Linked DNA regions of Mus musculus: region 2 is linked to region 1. A link is a contact called in public HiChIP or PLAC-seq data. All regions are on one chromosome and are shown on one strand. Each heading gives the region's core, a stretch centred on a gene start, on an enhancer-like site or on the middle of the called end of the contact. The rest is flanking DNA. Distances are from core to core; before and after follow the strand shown.

Evidence for each region. HiChIP or PLAC-seq counts read pairs in DNA pulled down with a chosen protein or histone mark.
Region 2: a contact with region 1 is called in an H3K27ac HiChIP or PLAC-seq map of embryonic fibroblasts, with 5 times the contacts expected there. The contact joins two enhancer-like sites. A contact is called at or near these places in 4 of 484 Hi-C or Micro-C datasets (bone marrow-derived macrophages, cerebellum, cerebral cortex and 1 more) and 6 of 115 datasets of contacts at active chromatin or transcription factors (T-cell acute lymphoblastic leukemia, craniofacial prominence, embryonic fibroblasts and 3 more).

The regions. Positions count from the first base shown.
Region 1 is chr5:148,893,438-148,896,633 of GRCm38.p6, reverse strand. Katnal1 (katanin p60 subunit A-like 1) reads left to right here. Exons shown (of 11, transcript NM_153572.2): 5 at 2,358-2,485; 6 at 2,846-2,951. Among named protein-coding and RNA genes, the nearest start is that of Katnal1, 34 kb to the left of the region's middle. Within about 2 kb of position 1,368, at least 53 of the 459 cell types and tissues checked have an H3K27ac peak or open chromatin away from gene starts, as enhancers often do. A contact at or near this core is called in embryonic fibroblasts and kidney, where this site is marked.
Region 2 is chr5:149,313,003-149,316,143 of GRCm38.p6, reverse strand. No RefSeq gene overlaps it. Among named protein-coding and RNA genes, the nearest start is that of Gm35620, 8.0 kb to the left of the region's middle. Within about 2 kb of position 1,398, at least 74 of the 459 cell types and tissues checked have an H3K27ac peak or open chromatin away from gene starts, as enhancers often do. A contact at or near this core is called in embryonic fibroblasts and kidney, where this site is marked.

The DNA.
Region 1 (3,196 bases), core at 119-2,618:
TTCTCCCTTCACCATCTTGCTTTGACTGGCCAGGTCGTTCAGAGGCTCGCACCGACTTCTCTGTGCAGGAAAGGGTTTTACTTGTTAGATTCCTCCTCCTTCCCATCATCCTTTCCAGCAGTAGCCACCAGGGTTGTCTGAAGTGCAGGTCAGATCGGATGCTGCCCGTTTCTCCATCCTGTCCTCAGTCACGTCAACAGCTCGGCTTTCCCACGGGGGGCTGGATAGGTGCTTAGAGAGGGCCACAGTGCATCCTCACCCTGCCTGGAAACCGTGCTAGCAATCCGATGAGCTGTCTGATACCTGCTCACATCTGCCTTTGGACAGTCCCACGATTCCCATTTCTTTGAGTCAGAGATGGGGCTTTTCCTTCCTCTTGGTGTGTATCGAGCCAGCCTCGCCTCCCTGTTCTGAGGGCATTTGTGTGAAAGTGAGATTTGAACTTCACTTTCCATGTGGCAAATCTGAAATCACAAAGTCGGCCCCTGTTGATGCTCTCACTACCTCGTTTCGAGCATACTGGAGAATGGTCATAGTGTTCCCAGGGTTTGACTTGCGAGTGACTCATAGCCATGGCCTAGCCACGTCGTAAAATGTGATCCGAGACAGAACTTGTTTTAAGTTGGTTGGTATTGTTTGTTGTGTTGTTATGCTAGGAGCTTGTTTTAATAGAGTCAGTTTTAATACCTGCCACTTTTGCTACAAGGATATTACTAAGCACTTGACCTAGCCCTAGCACTAGTCTGCCCAAGTGAGCAGGTCCTCAAGATGAGGTCACCAACACACTGTTTGGCCATTTGCTCGGAGGCTCAGATGATCAGGACATTTGCCACAGGAGCCATTTGGTTCTCTTCTGGTACTGACTGCTTCTTTGTTTACCTCAGAAGTGAAACTGGAGAAGTCTATCATGGTCTGTTGTCTCCTCACTGGACCCCTTGCCCTTCATTTTTCTATCAGACAGAAAGGGGCTGATGCTCTTGAAGGGGTGTGGCTCTACACATTAAAGCTGATCTTGTGGTTGGAATCCCTGAGAAATCAGAGCATCGTCACATTCACCACCTCAGCACTGCAGGACGCTTGCAGAGTCCTGCAGCTCATAGAATAGGAGCCTAGAATTTTTTTTTTCTTAAAGCCACAATATTAGCAAAAGGACTTAGGACAGACTAAACTTTTCTTTAGCTCTTGATTCTGTGGTTGAAAAGGGTCCTCTAAGCAGTGGGTCTGAAAGGTCCTGAGCAGAAGGAGGCGGGAGAGCTGGGGTGGGGGTTGGGGCTGGATGTTATGACTGCACTTGCTTGGGGCCATGCTGAGTAACTCTGTGATAGGGCCCCAAGAGCTGTCCTGAAGGAGACCATTGAGTCCTGTGTGGTGACTCAGTAGCTGGGGAAAGCTTGTAAGTGCAGGAAAGTCCCAGGTCCATCTCGCCTGTAGCCTTTGTACTGGCTGCTTTGGGGGATCTGTCAGCTTGGCCATTCACTGTGCTCTTTAAGCAGCTCAGTCAGCTGTGAAACTGGAGAACCGAGGAAAGGGGCTGCTTGAGGAGGCAGGAAGGCCTGAGCTACATGTTCTGTCCCAACGTTTACTGGTAAATGGAGCCGGACTTAGCATTTACATTTAATTTTAGTCAAAAGGCTGAGAAGTACCAGGCGTGGTGGCGCATGCGGCAGAAGCAGGTGGGCCTCTCTGAGTTTGAGGCCAGCCTGGTGTGCAAAGCGAGTCTAGGACAGCCAGGGCTCTGTAGCAGAAAAGCAGAGAAGCCCTTAGTTAGTTGGCTTTCCCTGTTTTCCTTATCCACAAAGAAAGGAAAAGCAGTCGCAGGGTTGGGTGTTACATTAAATGAGCACCGTGTGAGCTGTTCTGTCATAAGGCCAGGCAGTGCTCAGTACCTGACGTTCGCCTTGCACATCAGCAGTCTGTTCTCTAGCAGAGGTGCAGATGCTTTGCATCCAGGGAGTCAGAGGCAGGCTAGTGAACTCTTACCTGGGACTGTCCGCCAAGGAGTGTAGCTGGGAGGAGGATTACAAAGCCTGTCCAGTTGAGACAGGTCTGCTGAGTTAAATAGGGTGGGATGGCATCTAGGCAATCAGAAGATAGCATTTTAAATAGCAAGAAAATAGTCTTTTAAAGCGGTTCCTCTGGACAGGAATGTAGCTCAGGACTAAGGTGCTTGCCCAGCATACACATACAGGCTCTGGGTTTCATCCCAGCCCCATAGACATGTGGACCCACATGCACACATTCGTATATATACACGCACACATGCACATGGGCACACATTATATATCGAAAGCTTGATGATATCAGTTATGATATGTTATGTTGTCACTGGCCATAACTTCTCTTACTCACACCTCCAGGCAAGGAAAAATGTGCAAGATGGTGCAAGTGACAGCGAGATTCCCAAGTTTGATGGCGCCGGGTATGATAAGGATCTGGTGGAAGCCCTGGAGAGGGACATTGTGTCCAGGAACCCTAGCATTCACTGGTGAGTGAGCGTCTTGAGTTGTGGTAGAGAAGGAAACTCATCCTAAGGGTGGGTTGCTGTGGGTCTCCTCTCCTCCCTGGTCTCCTGATGACGCCTTTGTCTGTAATACCCATCCTGTCAGCGTCCAACCAAGGATGCTTTCTATGTTAACTTGCTGTCGACACACTGATAGAGTTTGCTCGCTGCATAATGTGTTCTAATTAATAACTCCAGGATGTTCTCGCTGATCATTTTCATATAGTAAGGATCACAATACAGTCTTACTATAAGAACAGTTTTGTAAGTAAGCAAATTTAAAGTAATAACCTGGCCTTAAGTCAGAGGTGTGGCTTGAATAAGTGTGCAACTGTTCTTCCAAAGGGATGACATAGCAGACCTGGAGGAGGCTAAGAAGTTGCTCCGGGAAGCTGTTGTCCTGCCCATGTGGATGCCTGACTTTTTCAAAGGGATTAGAAGGCCATGGAAGGTGAGCATGTCTGGCAGTCTTGGAGTGGGGATGCTTGGGTAACCAAGGGCAACACTGCTGTGGACCTGTGTGCTGGCACCAACAGTCGGGCGACCGGGCAGCTCACATTCACCTTCACACCTGGCTGGGAATTCGTAGTTGAGATGCTGCGGCTGCATAGCAAGAGAGATGGGCTTAAAGCAGAGAGGCTGCCATCTTCAAAGCCATGAGTTTCAGGGGCTGAGATAGAGGCTAATTTTTAAGAA
Region 2 (3,141 bases), core at 149-2,648, 420 kb before region 1:
TCTGTAAAATGCTAGGGACACATTTTAAATACAATCACTTTATTGCAATAAATTCACAAATGACAGCATCACTCAGCTAGATTAAGGTGCAGACACTAGCGTGTGCTCACCAAGGGCCACTGCTGTTGAGACTCAGGTCCTATTATCCGGTGTGCTTTGCCTCCTAACCACCAAGAGGGACAAGATCTCTGGAAACCCAAGTTGGCCTCTTTCCTTCATTGTGGAAAGTAGTCTAACTATAAAACATGGTGAGTCCGTAAACAGTAATGATCATTAGAGTCACAGAAACTAACCTTTGCCTTTTAGTCCACTGAGTCCAAAAGAAGATGTGCATCCAAGCTCCAGACCATTGTTTTACTGTGAAACATAAGATCTCATTCACAATAGGATTTACAAAATGGAGCCCAGGCGGCCTTTCTGCTTCCACCTTTGAAGGAAGTCTACGTGTTTTTTCCAAGATCCCTTAAAAAGCACTGGCCATGGGTAGTTCCTGTCACTCTGAAGAAGCTGATGGAAAGCAGTCTGTTGTCTGCTCAGAAGCCTGTTCAGTTTGGGCTTAGACATGTGGTTCTCACATGCTATGAATGAGAATGGATCTCACATGCTCACATAGCTGCATGCTTAAACCTCAGTTGGTGGAACTGTTTGGGAAGGATCAGGAGGTGTGGTCTTGTGGAAGGAGGTGTGTCACTAGGGGATTGGCTTTGAGGTTTCAGGAGCCACCCCCCTTCTCTGCCTCCTGTCTTGGATTAAGTTATAAAGCTCTCAGCTACTGGTCCAGCAACATGCCTCCCTGACTGCCTGCCACCATGATTCCTGCATGAGATTGGATGGAACCTCTGGGGACTCTAAGTGAGTCCCCAGCTAAGAGTTGCTGAGGTCACAGCAGCAGAACTAAGTCAAGGTTTTGCTTTATCTTCTTTTCTATTCCCTGTTTGTTTGCCTTGGCTTGGCTTTGAGACAGGTTCTCACAGCTCAGGCTAGCCTAAAGCTCACAATGTAGCTCAGGCTTGACCCCATGATCCTTCTCCTCTGGGGTTACAGGTATTGCCCCTGGACTCACAGATGTGTCTACCTTTGAACAGGCACTATTGTCCTCTCCTTTTAAATCCAAGCTATCTTGGTTTGTTTTCTTGAAGGTTCCAGGAACCATGGAGGGAAAAATGAAAGGAATTCTGTCTCACCCTCCCCTTCTATGTGAATCATATCGCAAGCTAACATTAGAATCTTCACAGAGCAAAAACTAGCAAAAGGGCTAAGCTGTTACATCCATTTTCCAGAGGCAGAAGACAGTGTGATTTGTCACCCATCCCAACCCTGGCTGGCATGTGCTGTCTCCCGTGCATAGAGGCTAACATCTGGATTCAAACAGCTGGATTCAAACATCACTCATGACAGAGCCGCTGTTGCTCACTTGCTTCTCACACGGGTCGCTCTCCCTCCACTCCTGCTGCCGTCCTTATTATTGTGTCTGTGTCGCTATGGTGCACAAATTCCAGCCCTGTTTCTCAAAACGTGGTCCCCCATGGTAACTAAATATGGAGGCAGTGAACCTTTCGGCAATGGTAAAAGGTTTCTGAACACCAGAAATTAATTCGAAATCAAACGTGATAAATCACAGGCGTTTCCAACAGCCTGAGCCTCTGTGGGTTCTAGAAACTTCACTGCACTTTCATCCTGAACACACAGCATGAGCACCTCGCAACATGCATGCCATCGTGACGTCACACATGTCAATGGGCCTGCCCCAAACACCTCAGCTCAAGACTATTGGATATTATGGATCTTTATATTTTTGTTGTACACAGGATGCTTTCTAGCCTTACAGACACTTGACAGTTTAACTACAGAAAGCAAAGACTTTAGCCTTTTCCTCTGTCATTCCTCTGTGTGTAAATATAAAATTAGCATATCCTTGGATGGTGTCGAGTTGGAATTTTAAAATTGCCGTTTGAGTTGCTGGCTTGAGTCTCATAAATGACTGTGAATGAATCTTGGCTTGAGGTGAGGACAGCATTTCCAACAATGTCAGCAATGGCCCTAAACACATATCTGCCATTTTGGACCGCATATTTGTGCAGAATGTCATCCTCGGCATTACCAATCACAAAAATCAAAATGTTGAAGATGCTCCCACGCCCTGCAGCCCCAAACGCTCCGCCAAGATTTCACTCTCTAGGTCAAAATAAAGAAGCGCGCCCATCTCATTATCGCGTGGATTTACTTTGTCTTTAACGATTTGTAAAATTATACATCTACCAAAGAATTCTTTTCAAGATAAGTTTCACTGTGAAGTATCCATAAATGTTTGTTGTGTATACACATTTATATTACCTGTGTGCCAAGAATCACATAAAAATTTCTTGAGCAAAAAGAGTGGAAAAAGAGTGATACAGAGCAAATGCACTTGATGTTTTAAAAACCAGGAAACTGTCAGATGTGACGGCGCACACCTGTACCTCCAGCCCTGAGAAAGGATTTGGAGGTTAGGGTTGGGGGTTGGGGAACAAAGAAGGAGGGCAAACTCCAGACTAGTCTAGTGAGACCTTGCCCTGCGGCGAAAAGAGGGTGCCTATTGCTGTCTAAATGAGAAGCCTCTTTTGGCTGTGATCTGCAGGTGTGAAACACGGGTGTTCCAAGGATGTTGAAGAAGGCACAAAAGTATGCAAAAGAATCATGGGGCTGTGCCAGGCAGGCGCTGAAGACTGGCCCGCAGGGCATGCTGGGAACTTGCTTGCCACAGAGAAGACTTTGCTTAGACGCTCAGTTGTGAGACGCTCTGTTCCTTCTGCAAGGAACAGAAACGAAAACCAACCTGGTGATATCTCTCCATCTCTTCCCATTCGTTAGCCCGGAGTGTGGCTTCCCAGAGAAGTAACCAGATAAAATAGGAATGCATTTGAAATGTCGAGGCTTTTGGGAAAACAGCTTCCGCAGGAATTTCTCCCTGCGAAACCAGAGAAGCGTCTCAGCTCTGGACACCCGAACTTCGGGGTGGGCAGTTCCCAAGCCTCCATGTAACAACCACACCGTCACATGAGCACAGCCTCAGTGCTCAAAGGCACTCTGTCCCGAAAAGGCCGTGAATAAAGCACAACCAGCCGCTTGTTCTAACCTAATTTCCAAAGTATGTGCCGGGCA